Regions from separate parts of the Mus musculus genome. Here all the other regions are linked to region 1. A link is a contact called in public HiChIP or PLAC-seq and promoter capture Hi-C data. All regions are on one chromosome and are shown on one strand. The core of a region is the stretch at or near the end of the contact, and the rest is flanking DNA. Distances in the headings are between cores, read along the strand shown. Region 1 holds the start of Mpzl2 (myelin protein zero-like 2). Region 2 holds the start of Pafah1b2 (platelet-activating factor acetylhydrolase, isoform 1b, subunit 2). Region 3 holds the start of Rnf214 (ring finger protein 214). Region 4 holds the start of Slc37a4 (solute carrier family 37 (glucose-6-phosphate transporter), member 4). Region 5 has its middle 4.8 kb from the start of Bcl9l.

Evidence for each region. Promoter capture Hi-C pulls out the DNA fragments that hold promoters and counts their contacts. HiChIP or PLAC-seq counts read pairs in DNA pulled down with a chosen protein or histone mark.
Region 2: an H3K27ac HiChIP or PLAC-seq map of extraembryonic endoderm stem cells shows a contact between it and region 1, with 4 times the contacts expected there. The contact joins the promoter of Pafah1b2 here to the promoter of Mpzl2 in region 1. A contact is called at or near these places in 1 of 115 datasets of contacts at active chromatin or transcription factors (extraembryonic endoderm stem cells) and 1 of 9 other capture datasets (adipose tissue).
Region 3: a contact with region 1 is called in a promoter capture Hi-C map of embryonic stem cells. The contact joins the promoter of Rnf214 here to the promoter of Mpzl2 in region 1. A contact is called at or near these places in 5 of 39 promoter capture datasets (cranial neural crest, embryonic stem cells, liver and 1 more), 1 of 115 datasets of contacts at active chromatin or transcription factors (extraembryonic endoderm stem cells) and 1 of 9 other capture datasets (pancreatic islet).
Region 4: an HNF4G HiChIP or PLAC-seq map of pancreatic cancer cells shows a contact between it and region 1. The contact joins the promoter of Slc37a4 here to the promoter of Mpzl2 in region 1. A contact is called at or near these places in 3 of 115 datasets of contacts at active chromatin or transcription factors (effector CD8 T cells, embryonic limb bud and pancreatic cancer cells).
Region 5: a contact with region 1 is called in a FOXA1 HiChIP or PLAC-seq map of pancreatic cancer cells. The contact joins the enhancer-like site here to the promoter of Mpzl2 in region 1. A contact is called at or near these places in 2 of 39 promoter capture datasets (embryonic stem cells and pre-B cells), 1 of 484 Hi-C or Micro-C datasets (CD4 T cells) and 2 of 115 datasets of contacts at active chromatin or transcription factors (bone marrow-derived macrophages and pancreatic cancer cells).

The regions. Positions count from the first base shown.
Region 1 is chr9:45,040,965-45,043,710 of GRCm38.p6, reverse strand. It overlaps Mpzl2 (myelin protein zero-like 2), which reads right to left and starts at 1,367. Exons shown (of 6, transcript NM_007962.4): 1 at 917-1,367; 2 at 1-11. The coding sequence starts at 974.
Region 2 is chr9:45,983,556-45,986,301 of GRCm38.p6, reverse strand. It overlaps Pafah1b2 (platelet-activating factor acetylhydrolase, isoform 1b, subunit 2), which reads left to right and starts at 1,431. Exons shown (of 6, transcript NM_008775.3): 1 at 1,431-1,597.
Region 3 is chr9:45,905,551-45,908,296 of GRCm38.p6, reverse strand. It overlaps Rnf214 (ring finger protein 214), which reads left to right and starts at 1,386. Exons shown (of 14, transcript NM_178709.5): 1 at 1,386-1,945. It overlaps Pcsk7 (proprotein convertase subtilisin/kexin type 7), which reads right to left and starts at 1,728. Exons shown (of 17, transcript NM_008794.2): 1 at 1,258-1,728.
Region 4 is chr9:44,396,995-44,399,740 of GRCm38.p6, reverse strand. It overlaps Slc37a4 (solute carrier family 37 (glucose-6-phosphate transporter), member 4), which reads right to left and starts at 1,387. Exons shown (of 8, transcript NM_008063.3): 1 at 1,120-1,387; 2 at 260-492. The coding sequence starts at 1,267.
Region 5 is chr9:44,492,972-44,495,717 of GRCm38.p6, reverse strand. It overlaps a transcript of Bcl9l not described here. Among named protein-coding and RNA genes, the nearest start is that of Bcl9l, 4.8 kb to the left of the region's middle. Within about 2 kb of position 1,352, at least 151 of the 459 cell types and tissues checked have an H3K27ac peak or open chromatin away from gene starts, as enhancers often do. A contact at or near this core is called in bone marrow-derived macrophages, pancreatic cancer cells and pre-B cells, where this site is marked.

The DNA of each region.
Region 1 (2,746 bases), core at 118-2,617:
AGGACAAAGGGCTGCAATGGAGGGAAGGAAGAGGTTAACAGTGGTGTATCATTGAGAAAAAAACGCTGACACTTTCCAAGTAAGCCAACCTTCAAATTCACTTCACCAGGAGTCTACATACTCCTGCCTGCACACAGCTTTGACCCTCCCATCCCGAGGGCCAATTAGAGGTAAAACTACCTGGTGTTCTCACTTTCTTCACAGCCTTACCGCACCAATTTCAGAACTATAACCAGAAACTACAAACATCAGCAAAGGAGATGGAAAGAAGAAACAAAAATCCAAACGTTGGTCAGACGTGGCGTATTACGATCAAGCAACACAGTATGTTTTTTTGTTTTGTTTTGTTTTGTGGAAAAAAGAAGTCTCCAAGCAGGGAAGTTTTCCTACATGTAGACTTGGGGCTGCTGCTAGCCTGCAGGTCAATCCACCCCAGCAGTTGCGCTTGCCTGCACCCCTGGAAGCCTTACACCACGTGGCTTATTTACAAGTCTGGTACGTGCATTGGTTGGGACAGCTTCAAAACCACAGCGGGACTCTCGCTCTGACAATCCAGGTTTGCTCTCTGGTGCTGCAGGGAGTCGCAGACAAAATCCTCCCACGGAAATCCAAGGGCCAAATCTAGCCAGCAGCCCGAGGTTGAGAGCAGCCACACAAAGATGGTGTGTAACCTGAGATCAGAAAGCCCTCTGTGTGCCTCAATCACGGGCGGCCAAACACACCTAAACCTGTTTGCCCAAAGTACTGCCCCAAAGCAACCCACCGAACTGAAGTTTCGGCGAAGTCTGGACTAGAACGAATTGCAGTTGGGGCACGATCTCCCAACGGAGCCCTTGAGATTTCTTCAAGCCATGAGCTCTGTCTTTACAGAATGGGCGGCAATGGTAGAAAATCCTAGAAGCCCGCCAGTTCTTACCTGTGAGCTGTAAACTCAGGAGAAGTGGAAGCACAAGCGCGGGGCTCTTGCCATACATCAGGGAAAGCCAGTCGTGGCCCCAGAGGCCAAACCCGGCAGACCCAGGACTCCAGCACCCAACCAAGGCCAAGGCTAGGACGAGCAGGCGGCACAGTTTACCCACGGAGAGGTCCGAGTCCCTCACCTATGGGAAGGCGCACAGCGGAGCCAACCAGTCGTGACTCATCCCGCCCCGGCCGGTACAGCTCTGGAATGAAAGGTGGGGCCTCCGCACCCAGCGCCCTCCTCCTGATTCTCCCTCCCGCCCCTCTCCACACTCCAGCCCTCTGCGCAAAGGTCTCAGACTCTGCGGTCCTCTCTTTACTTTTCCGTTCATCTGACCGAGCCCTGGCCTCCGGATGGCCTCACAAGCAGCCAGAGGAGGTGGTGCCAGTTTGAAATGTCCCAGACTGCTCTGAACTTGGCCCACACACACCCTTTTAAAACAGACTTTAGTCTTGCCTAGGAAGTGAACATTGAAAGTTTTGCAGTGATTCCTGTCCTTGGAATCAGCCTAGGGCCTGACTCACCGCACCCATCAGTTCTGGGAATTCCTTGAGACCCTCTGGTGTGAACAGGCTCTCCTGAGACTCAGCAGAAAGAAACCAAGTCTCAATGCTGGTTCCTTTCTCAGCTCAGAGCAACTCCCCTGCTCCTTTCTCCCAGCTTAGGGCAGTTTGCAAAGGACTTTTCTGGGCATCCTTTTCTCTCCACAATCCTATGGAAAGGAATACCATTTTAACAGCGTAAAGAGTAACCTCTTAGAGCCTGGCGGTGGCGGCGCACACCTTTACTCCCAGCACTTGGGAAGCAGAGGCAGGCGAATTTCTGAGTTCTTTCTGAGTTCGAGGCCAGCCTGGTCTACAGAGTGAGTTCCAGGACAGCCAGGGCTACAGAGAGAAACCCTGTACTGGAAGGAAAAAAAAAAAAAACGCTCAGGAGGGAAGCAATTGCCCATAATCTTTGTGTGTTCTATGTTATTGTTTGAGACTGTCTCACCATGTAGCCCAGGCTGGACCTTGAAGTTGGGGAGTCACTGCCCAGCTTTGGCAATACTCAGGACTAAACTCATGACCTTGTACTTACTAAGCAAGTGTTCTGGCACGGAGCTACACCCACAGCCCCATGGGAAGCTTCCTGACTTGCGTGAGTTCCCTGCCCACAAACCAAAAGCCTGATAGGGGTGATCAGTGAACTCTCAAGGAAAAGAAAACCTTTCCTGTGCCCCAGATTTCAACTGCCATTTTGAGGACAGCCACCTATCTGAGAGGCCTGAAACGCGGAGATAAAGGGCTTCATCTGGTAAGAGGCACAACAGCAAGCTGGCAAACAGAGGCAACCAAGACCGAATGCAGTTAAAAAGTGGGTGGAGGCTACGACATAAGTATTGGCACCAAGCCAAGGAGCCTGGCCACCTGAGTCCGGTCTAAGGAACCCACGTGGTAGAAGGAGAGAATCAAACCCTGAAAACTGCCTTTTGACCTACACACACACACACACACACACACACACACACACACACACATACACACACACGCGCGCGCGCGCGCTATGGTGCACATGCACACATGCAACAGAGAGACAGAGACACGGGGTGGGGGAGGGGAGAGGGAGGGAAAGACTAGTTAAAATGTAATTTAAATTTTTAAAGAAGTAAGCTAGATGGGGGATGGGACACTGAATACAATTGAATCGCCCTTATCCCTGGATTAGCTATCTAGAAACTATTCCGTGATCCGTACCACAGTCTTCTATCTGAACCCCGGTAAAAAGGGTGCTGCTAGGAGGGAA
Region 2 (2,746 bases), core at 182-2,681, 940 kb before region 1:
GGCTATCCTGGGCTACGTTTTTCATTTTAAGAGCAAGCAATCAATCAAGGTTTCTTATGAATAAAAGATAGTATCAAAATGTGTGTGTGTGTCAGAGAGACAGAGAGAGAGAGAGAGAGAGAGAGAGAGAGAGAAGGGGGAACACCATGACTAAAAGCCAAGTGGAGAGGAAAGGACTTACTTCCTTTACAGCTCTCAGATCACAGCTGTCACAGAGAGAAGTCAGGGTAGGAACTGGAGCTATAGAATGTCGTTTCTTACTGACTGACTGTGTGCTCTTATACAACTCAACTCAGGGCCACCTTCGCCAAGTGGCACCACTCACAGTGGGATACGCCCATCAATTATTAATCAAGAAAATACCCTCATAGACTGCCTACATGCCAATCGGATGAAGGCATTTTTAAAGTTCCCTTCCTCAAATGACCCTGATTTGTGTCATTGACAAAAACAACCCAGACATAGGGCTTTATCATTGGAAACCAATTCAAGTTGTTTCTCTTAACAGTGTATTTAATACTAAACTGTTTAAATAACCCTTTACGATATTCTCTTGATCAAAACACTTAAAACAGCACTTACTGAGATCTTGCTAGTGTACCATATGTAACTGGAATATCTGCAGAAGAGTTATGGAGGCAGTGACAAAGTCATTATCTTGAAATTTTTATTTTGCATTCGAGATAATACAAGCAGCACATAAGTGATTTGAAATTTTATTTTATTATCTCGATAATTTAGGCTTACAGGTTTCAAGAACATTCTCAATCAGTTTCAGAGTCCTGGAATGCTCTGCAATTCACTATTATGAGTTTGAATGAATCCTATCCATCATTAAAGAGCCAGCCCTGGCACTGCTCCACCAAGTTTCCCTGCTAATGATGACGCAATCTCTTGCCCCTCCTCTTGGCGCTGATCTGTCCTGCACTTATCCAGCCGTTAGCATCTAATCTCTACATTGACTCTCTATGTACTCCCCTAAACTGGATGGATTTCTAAGGTAAAGACTGGGGTTTCTGTTATTCCCCGAGTGGTATCTATCACACAATTCTGAGTATCATCATAGAAATTCTGCTGGTAAATGTAGGGGTTGCCCCTTTTAACTTCGGGCCTATTTCTCCCCATTCTCTGCAATCTGGTTTATCCCATCGGTGGAGGAAATCAGTGGCTAAGAAGGGAGTAGCGTCAGCGAGAGGTCAAGCTACACTGTCTCTAAGGCCATCTCCGGATAGTTTCCGTCATCCTATCAGGACAGGAAGGCAGTTACAGGAAAGATGGAGGCTCAAGTCGGGGAAAGAAAGAGAACAAAGTCAGTACTTGGCAGGGACGGTAGACCTGTGCGCCAAGCAAAGAGCGCGCACTGCGAGGGAAAGTGAGGCGCACCCGCCCCGCAACTAGCCCCGCAGCCAGGGGCGGGACTTCCGGAAGCCATTTGCCCGAGTGGCAGGGGGACCGGAAGTGGAGGCGCTGCTGCTTGGTGCTGGGGCCCGAGGAGGGGACGCGCGCCGGAACGCGGCCGTCGGGATCAAGCGAGCGACTGAAGCGCAACCCGCCGACGCCGCAGCCGCTGAGGGCCCCGCACGGACCCTCTGCCTGTGTGAGTGCATCGTGGGGACCGCGGAGCCGGGGCCTCGTCGTGACGGGTGGGACGCGCGGGCGAGCCGGTATTGTGAGGCCCGGCTCCCCTCCCCCACGCCGCCCCTCCCCCGCCGCGCCCCGCGCTGTCGCCCTGCAGGGCCTCCGGGGCCCCGCGCCGTCGCCGCTGCCCTGCGGCGCCCTGGTTCCACCCTGGCCAGCGGCTGAGCGGCCCGCGGGTCCCCTGGCCCGGCCTCCTGCCTCAGCTGTCGCCTTTTCCCTCCATCCCCGGGGTGGGACCTCTAGGCCCAAGCCTGTGACTGGGTTGTGCCTTTTTTTTTTTTTTAACGGATCACGCTCTTTGCCCTTCTCGTCGAAAATTGTCTCCTCATTCGAAACTTCTCTGTTGCCTTCGCTTATACTTCCCAAAGACCCGTGTCAGGGCTCTGAAAGGATTGGTAGAGGCTAGCCTTAAGGGTCACCCACTTCATTCGGCGACGAGGCCCAGGCGTTGGTGACTTGGCCGATGGCCTACCGCCAGCCAGGTACATCTGTCAGTGAGTAGTTTCCTTGGAGGTGTGTTTCCTCTCCCCAGCCCTTGTGGTCCATGTCCACTTAGCGGGTCAGAGCCTGTGGTCTCCAGGTTTGAGTTACTCATGGCAGAGTGACTCGTTATCCTTTCCATAGCTCCCAGGCTGACGTTGCCTTTCATCATGTATATACGGATCTTAAGGAAACCCAAAGCCATAAAGCGTTGGCGTCTCTGAAGAACGTGGCTATGGACAAAGGGAAGGGCACCAAGACGCTAAGAGCAGGTCCTAGACTTGCATTTTCTACAGCGTTGAGTTGAGTGGAGAGAATGGGCCAGAGGAAAAGGTGTGGAAAAGAGAAAAATGCAAGCTTATCTTTCCCTTGGATGAGGCTTGTGTCTGCCCGTCAGTTCCTTCTCTGGGCACATTGTTCAGACTTAAAGGTTGCCTCCTTGTGGGAGAGCAGGGGAGGGAATCATTGTGCATTAATTTGTTGGCATGGGCACTTGATAATAAATTATGGATGGGCTGGATCCTGGGGGGCCGCCCACCAGAGACCGGGGCAGGGCATTCTGGACGAGGCTTGCCTTCCTCTTCAGAATAATTCTGCCAACTCTCTGAAGCAAAATGAAAAGCCTCAG
Region 3 (2,746 bases), core at 137-2,636, 860 kb before region 1:
GGCTTAGCAAGACCTAACTGTCAATCAGGGAGAAAGCCAGATAATGGAAATAAAATGTAGTATAAGTGCATGTGGGTAACTGGGAGAGAGGAAATGACTGGCAAGAAGGACTAAGGAGCTGGCCCCGTCTCACCAAGTTGGATTTTCAGTGAGGGCACAGGCTCCAGCCCTGTCTTCAACCACTCAAAGGGGAAAAAACCCCACCAAATTAGAACTTTCGAGCAACTGTGGGGGCAGGAACAAGGCACATGTGGGGTCTTGAGCTCATTTAAAACTCACTACTGTCTACCAAGCCCACACTGCAGCAGTCTTGGTGTCCAGACATACACTTGGATGGTACCGACTTAAAACATTCTGGAAAGACTGTTTTACCAAAGACTCCTTGGACCTCCCTTCCTCTGTATACCAGGCTGGCCTGGAACTCAAGAGAGCCAGCCTGCTTCCGCTTCCAGAGTGCTGGGATAACAAAGGTGTGTGCCACCAACATCCGGCTTAAACAAGCTTTCTTTATATAATAAAGGTTGGCTGAGAACTCTTGCTTCCACCCCTTTACTGCTGTTATTATAGGTGTGGGCCACCATGTCCTTAAGTTCCATGGCATATTTCCTATTACATTCTTCCTGCCCCTGGGGCTGCTTCAATTTGGCCCAAGATACCCAGGTGTCTTCCCTAGTCTGCATATAAGTAAATCCAAAGTCTGGTTTGATAGCAGCCATCCACTCAGGCAGGCTCCTACAATCTCTGTAGGTTCCAACAGAGATTTCTGGAAGAGAAACCGAGTTTTGTTTTTGTTTTGTTTTGTTTGTTTGTTTGTTTTTTTCTCCCTGTGGTCCAGAGGCACAGCAGCACTTATTCTCAGACCTCTGAGCAAGAAATCTTAAGCACTTTCTGAAAATAGACTCCCATCACCCTCAACTAAGGTAGACGGGCACCTTTCCTGCTCAAGATTCTGCTCTTAAACCACCGTCCTTCAAGCCCCGCCTCCCCACTCACAGGAACCAGGGTCTGTACAGAGTGAGTTTTCTGATGCCCCCACTCCCACGCGGACTCAGCTGCTCCGTGCAATGTGCCTCTCTCTCCTTAGGACCGATGCTGTCCGGAACCTACGACCCGGAGACCCGGTCCCTCTGGGGTCGCCCACGCCAGGACCCAAGGTGCCCTCAGCGAAGGACCTCCTCCGCAGACGCCGACCAGCCCCGGTCCATGGTCCCCCGTATATCCGAGGTCCAGCCTCCACTACATTTCTTCCCGACTCACCCACAGCCTCTGTTGCTACTGTCGCTGCTGCTGCTGCCGCCGCAGCCCCCACCCTACGGAAACTCTCGGCTTCCCCGGAGCCGGAGGCGCCACTGACAGCGACATCACTTCCGCCCGGCGCCGCAGCCAATCAGCGGCTGGGCCTGCGGCCTCTTGACCAGCGGGCCGAGCTCCGGGCGCTCCGCCGACAGCTTCTGTCACAGGCCCGTGAGGGCTGTGGGAGTTCCGGCGCCTCGAATCCTCGTGTCCTCCGCCACAGGACCCCCTCCGCCACAGGGCCCTCGTCCTTCATGGCGTCCTCTGTAAGGACCATCCCGGTTCCGACCTCTAAACACCCCTCGCGGCTCTTCTCCGTCGGACTGCCATAGCCTTGACTCTTCCCCATAAACTCCTCAGAGAGGCTCTCGCCTCCATCCGGCCGCCGTCTCTCTGGCCCGCGTGTCCCTCGGGCTCCGCTTGGGTCTCAGGGCTGGTCCCCTCAGCGGCTCCGTTGTCCGGTCGCTGTCCGCGCCTGCCGCCAGAGGGCGCCGTCGGTGGCGGCCGCTCACCCCGCGGGTTCCGCTCCTCTCGCCGCCCCGGCCTCGCCCCCTTGCGCTCGCGCCGCCGGAAGTGGGAGGTGCCGCGCGCGGGCCAGCGCTCGACCCCTCCCCCAGGCTTGGCCGCCCCCTCCCCCGCTCCGCCCGCTCAGGTGCGTCCCTTCCCTCCCCCCCGCTTGGCTCCCCGGGGGCGCGGCGCGGGAGGTGTGTGCGGGGCGGCGCGCGCGGGTCGGGACGGCGGGACTAGGGGGGCGCGGCGGAGGAGGAGGGGGCGGCGGGGAGGGGGCGGCGGGGACAGGGGCGGGAGCCCGGCCTGGGAGTGGGACGGGAGCTGGCGGCCGGTGAGGACGGAGGGGAAGGGGTGGAGGTGGCGCTGGCCAGTGCCAAGGGCCAGCGTAGCGGCAGCTCCCTGTGAAGAGTGGCGGTGACCACCCGGCGCAGCTTCCCCCCATTGTCCCCTTCTGCGTCGCCGCCTGACTGGTGACCATCACTGCCTTGCGGGATTCCCTTGGGCACACTGGGCTCTTGAGCCAGATGTGCGACCCCACCCCCCATCCCTCTCGTTTGGGGCTCTAGCTGCGGAGTTTCACGTATGACCCTTGCCCTAAGGTTTTCGTTTACTGGGCATCGGTGACCCAGACCTTGTTCCCTGTTGGAGGCAATGATCTCGACCCTATTGTAGGCAGACTGATTGCATCCGAGATGCAATAATGGCGTTTCAGGGCCCATTTTCACCTAGGAGCTTTTTATTATGAGAGGAAACTGAGGCACTGAGCTGTGACTATTGATTCAGCCCGACTCGGTATCTGCTCTTGTGCATTCTTCTGGGTTCAGAGATATTCTATTCATGGGATGCTGTCAAAATAAAAGCAGGAATGGGAACTAATCCTACTTTTACCACCTAGTTTTTCTTGTTACCATAGAAGGCCGAGTTTATTTTGCAGCAAAAAAGA
Region 4 (2,746 bases), core at 138-2,637, 640 kb after region 1:
AGCAGCTCGAGTGTGGCAGACCTAGACACTCACATTACAGGGATGAGGGAAGAGTGCTTCTACTTGGCGGAGCCCAGTCCCTCGTCTGCCACCCGATCCCACCACCCTCAGGCTCCTAAAATATCCCAACAGCAGCAGGAGCTGGCAGGGAACTCCTAAGGAACCTGCTATGGGTTAGGGGTGGAAGGGTTGTGTAAGAAGAGGTGCTCCCAAGTGCCCACTGGGTGCCCTCCCCCTCAGGCTCATCAGATGCACTCACCTTCCTCAGGATCTTCCCACAGGGGGGCCAGCCCAGCCCCTGTGCCAGACCATTAAGAAACCAAAGAGCAGCAAAGGCTGACACTGTGGAGCTCCATGAGAAGACTACGTTGACCAGACCAACCAGGAGCAGCCCAGAGGAGAAGAGCCAGCGGGCGCTCATCTGATCTGACAGAACCCCGCTCACAAACTTGCTGATGGCGTAGGCTGCCGACTGGCTGCTTGTGATGAGCCCTGCAGCGAAGGGGAGCAGGGAGCAGGACACCTGAGGGGTTAGGGACAGGGCAGAGGCACAGGAGGGGCGGAGGAAGGTAAGGGGTCAGGTGTGTACAGGTGCCTGGCAGGGTGAGACAGGTTCCTTCCCGGATTTGACACTCTCCTGCCTGCTGAGCCGTGCATCACAGGCCCAGGCTGACTTGGACCTTCTCAGCCTCTTGGATTTCTTTCTTTCTTTACCCCTGGAATATGCAGTTCCCACCTCACTCTGAATGCTCGCCAAAAGCCCAAACACGTCTGAATGCGAAGGACTCTAGAGTCAAAGATCTTATTCCCCCTGGCAGGTAGCACGCAGGACACATCAAATCATGGTGCTACTCTCCCAGTGTTCACCGTGACCTGCAGGTGCAGCATGCACGAACAGGTGTGAAAACCTTGCTACCCGCTCCCAGTAGCACCTCCTGGGCACGTGTGGGTGCCAGGCATATACACCGGCTAAGCACTGGTTTCACATGTACACCCACACCCAGGCACATGGAGCTCAGCCTCTCCACCTGATACAAGCTTGAAACCCCCCATGCTTGGACAAACCATACTCCAAATGGTGTATCCCACAGCCCACCACCCTGCCCTTCCATGGCTTACCCAAATCGTCCTTGTCCAGAGCGATCTCATCCACCAAGGAGGGCATGACAAAGGAGAAGGTTTTGCGGTTGAAATAGTACAGGCTGTAGCCTCCAAACATGGCCGCAAATATGACAGTGCGATAGTAGCCGTAGCCTTGGGCTGCCATGGTAGAAAAAGCTGGCCCTGCTGGCCCACTCCAGTACTTCTGACCACAGATTCTTGACTGCTCCTGCTTGCAGCTAGCTCTCTTTAGTGCCTGGATCTGCTGAGCTGTGTTTTTCTGTGCGCTTTCTCTCTCCTCCACCCAGGCTCTTTATAGCCGCCTTCTGGACAATCATTAAGCCTGGGGCAGCAACCAGGGAACCCAGTGTCCTGAGAGAGACAAGAAAACAGGTTACTGAGAGCCAAACCGGGGGAGGAGAGGGTCCCCAGGACTGCTTGCCCTTCCCTCCTTTCCCAAGTCTTCTTGCCTGTGAAGCCAGCTGTGATTAAAGGCTCAGCCTAATTACTTTTGTCTGCACAAGCCCAGGGGAGGCTCGGGTAGGATGAGCAGAGCAAGCTCTCAGTATAGCCCTACTCCCTTGGTCAATGAACTTTCTCATTCTCTCAGGTTCCTTTGCGGTGCCAGGCTGCCGGACATTGTGAAAGGCACTAGATCGGTTCCTACCCCCCAGGTTCATTCAATCAACCACATACCTTAAAAACAACCCCACACCCACTGCTGAGCCTTCACCAAATGCTTAGCACACAATGGAGTACAGTTTCCTAATAGGTATCCCCTTCATTGGGGGATATATTTCTTGAACTCCTCATGGTGGTAGGGAACAGCGCATACACTTTCCTTATACACACAGTGATAAAAGGTAGATACATAAATTAGACCTAGTAAGTAAATAGTAAAACACAATGAGGCACCATAGTAAAAGTTTCTTAAAGCCTATCGTTTATTTCTGGAATTTCCCATTCTCCTTTTTCCACTAAGGCTGGCCTCTGTCACTGAAATGTGCAAGGAACAACAGTAGGTAAGGAGCGAGATAACTGCAGTAGTTGCAAAATTAAACGGGGGGACAAGCCCCTCAGTTCACCCTGCAATGACACGCAGAAGGCGCGCCTAGGGCTTAGGTCTGGATGAGACCCCCTTGGAACTGCCTCTGGATCCCTATTACCCTGCGACATCAGTAGGGGGTCCGTACTGCGGGGCTGTGGGTCCCCGAAGCACGCCACCGCAGCTTTCTGCTCCGCTGCACAGCCGCTGGAGCACAAGGCGTAGGCGAGAGAAGCCGCACGTAGCCTCGGGAGGCCCCTCGCTCTGGCAGCCTAGGCTCTGCCAGTCAGGATGGGCAGGCGGCGCCGCTTGCCACCTGCCGAGCACCCCGTGTCCTCAAGCCACCCGGGACACCCGACTCCTGGCTGGGAACTGCGGGTCCTGGGGACAGGAGCAAGAGAGCTGCGGAGACTGTGCGCTGCAGCCACGAGGGCACCGCATCTGCAAGAGCGCTGTCCCTGGGCCGTGGAACTGTCGCCATCCCGGAAGGGCAGTCACCCGGACAGCCTCCGGCGTAGTCGGAAGTCAGGGGAGCCCCAAGGTCCCAGACTTGCCCTCTAGTCCCGCCCTCACTGACGCCCCTCCTTCGCATGCCACCCC
Region 5 (2,746 bases), core at 103-2,602, 550 kb after region 1:
CTCCCAGGAGTCCATGCAAATAAACCAGTTTTGCTTAGGAGGCTTCACCTGGGAGTTTCCAGCCTGCCCCACCTATAGCCCCAGGGTAAGGTCATACAATCCTAACCCTGCAGGACCGTCAAGTCTGCTGATCCTAGACCTTTGCAATGCAGGATCTTTAAACAGAATGCCTGTGGGAGATTAGTTCTACTCTTGCTGGACCACTGTCCCTCTGGAGCCTGTGGGGACAAATGGCCTTGCCAGGACAGGCCTAAGTTCACCTCACTTCTTTTGGCTCTTTCAGCCATTACCAGTGAGTCCAGACCTCAGGAAGTAATCATGCCCTGGCAGTAGGGTGCCCCCAAAAGACTGATGCCCAATCCCTAGTTACTCCCTCCCCCTAGGGAGAGGGGTGGGGAGGGGGGAGAGCACTAGGAAACAAGACAGGGCAGGAAGCCCAGGCAGGCAGCGGGCACTCTGGGCCAGGCACAAACAGCCAACACAGGAAACCACAGCCCACCCCCGCCCACCCCACCCGCCCAAGGCTCTGGGAGAGAGGAGTGCCTAGTACCCTGACTGAGGCCCGGGCCAGGGGTTAGCCCAGGGCAAATGAGGTGCTCAAAGGCCTCTAGGCCTCTCTAGGCCTCAGACCCCACCTGGGGAGGGGGAAGGAAGCCAAGCTGGCAGAGATGGGCTGCCTCTTTAAATCCACCGAAATCCTGAGCTGGGCCCAACCCAGCTCTGGTTTCACAGGAAGGAAAGGAGTGCAGAAGCCAGCGGAGCCAACGGTGGTGGCTGGAATTAGCCCCACCGCCCAGATATATCTGGACTGCACTGCCACCCTACTGGCACTTCCTGCCCCCTGGCACCTGTACTAGAGTGGGGGCAGGGGAGGGTCTAGGTGCTACCTCTTCCTGATGGGTGACCCCAGTGTCAGGAGGTGGCCTGCTGCTGTATGCACGTGGGTAAGGAATGACACCTCAAGCTTCCCTTCAACAGGGGAAAACTGAGCCAGGTAGCTTCCTGGGACCTTCACCTGGTCCGAGTCTCCCAAGGGGTTAATCTGGCCCCTATTTAGGGGGGGCATGGGTGACCGAGGAACCTCCTCCAAACTGCCTGGCTACTGGAAACAATGGGGCCATTGTGGGAGGAGTGGAGTGCGGGCAGGCTACTGGCACAGCCAGCGCACCACGGGTGGGACCTCGCCCAGAGACTGCCTGCCACACTCTGCTCTCTCCCCCAGGTACTGCCAGAGGCAGACACATCCTCCATCCCTTGCCTTGCCGGCCTGGCCCAAGCTCTTGGCACCGGCAGCACCTGAGTAGCCACGAGCTCCTCTGTCTACGTTGACATGCAGACAGCCATGACCCTCCAGGAAGCAGGGGCTTGTGGGCCAGGGCTAGTGGGGGTGGGGTGATGAGACAGGATGTGTGCCTGTGATCTCCTGCAGGGCAGACAGGAAGGCCAAACTGGGTTTCTAGTGTCAGTCCTGGCACCCTCGGGCAAGAAGGACTTACAGGACCTACAGGACAGTGAAAGCAGTGACAAGCAGGGTCCCCTGCTCTAAGGCCTCCTTTCTCACATCCACTCCATAAACTTTCCCGTGACAAGTTCTGTTGCCTACAGTAGCCTTGACCATGCATCCTGGCATGCATGGGGTTACAAAAGAATAATCTGTAGTTGGGCAGGGCGAGTGCCAGTCCCATGGAGCCTCTTCTAAACTGCTGAACCTTGTCCACCTCTTCATCCCTCTGAGCCTCGGTTCCCTCACAGGCAAAATCACAAAGTGAGGTCATTACCAGAAACTACCTAAAAATGTCTACGACACATTAGCCCTCAACCAAATCCCTTGGGCACCCTCTCTTTCCTGACATAGTTCCCAAGAACGCGGCATGTCAGGAAGGTGCATTTGTAATGAGAAGAACCATCTAGAGAGTTGCCTTGTGAGTATTCAGGCAAGCAGGGCTTATGGGCATCATCCCCGTGCAGAGAAGGCATGGCTTTCTCTGCACTCTGTGAAGAAGCTTGTTCACTCTACTAACAGGCATCCATCCTTGAGCACCCCTGAGCTCTCTGAGGGTCTCCGACCCAGAATGTGTGGATGCAGAGAGCAGCCATCTGAAGCTCCCTCAGCCTCAGGTCTTACCCAGGGGGGTAAGTGAAGGATACTTCTCTTTCAGTGATCTGCAGCCCTCCCCCAGTCTGACCCCTTTGGGAAACACATGCAGTGTGGAGCCATGGTACTCTCTAAAGAGAAGGTCTTAGATAGAAAGGGCAGCTGATACACAGAACTAGAGGGGAAGCCTGAGGACGAAGCCCTGCTCTTTTCTCAACCAGAAAGGGCAATACCTCTCAGGGTGGCCCCACAGAGCCCCAAAGGGTTAATAAGGTCCTAAAAATAACCCTGTTCCCAGCAGGACCCACTGATCAGAACCCTCTAGCCATCTGTCCCTGCTTTCTCCTGTTCACGTTGGAACATCTGAAACCGGCCCCAGAGCCCCAGCCCAATCCCAAAAATAGCCCCAGCCTGCCCAAGGAACAGGCAGGCCCAGAGGCTGGGCACAGGAGGCACGGCCAGCTTAACAGCTAAGCACCATGGTGCAGGCACATGAGCTCTCGTGAGCTCTCTCGCCTCCCGAGCCCATAGAAAAGAGGAAGTTCTCTCTGTCCCAGGAGGTGGTGGGCAGCACAGCTTCAGCCTCTAGCCCATCCCCCCTAGGCCAAGACAATGGAAGGTACCTGGTAGCCCAGCCCAGGCCTCAGACCC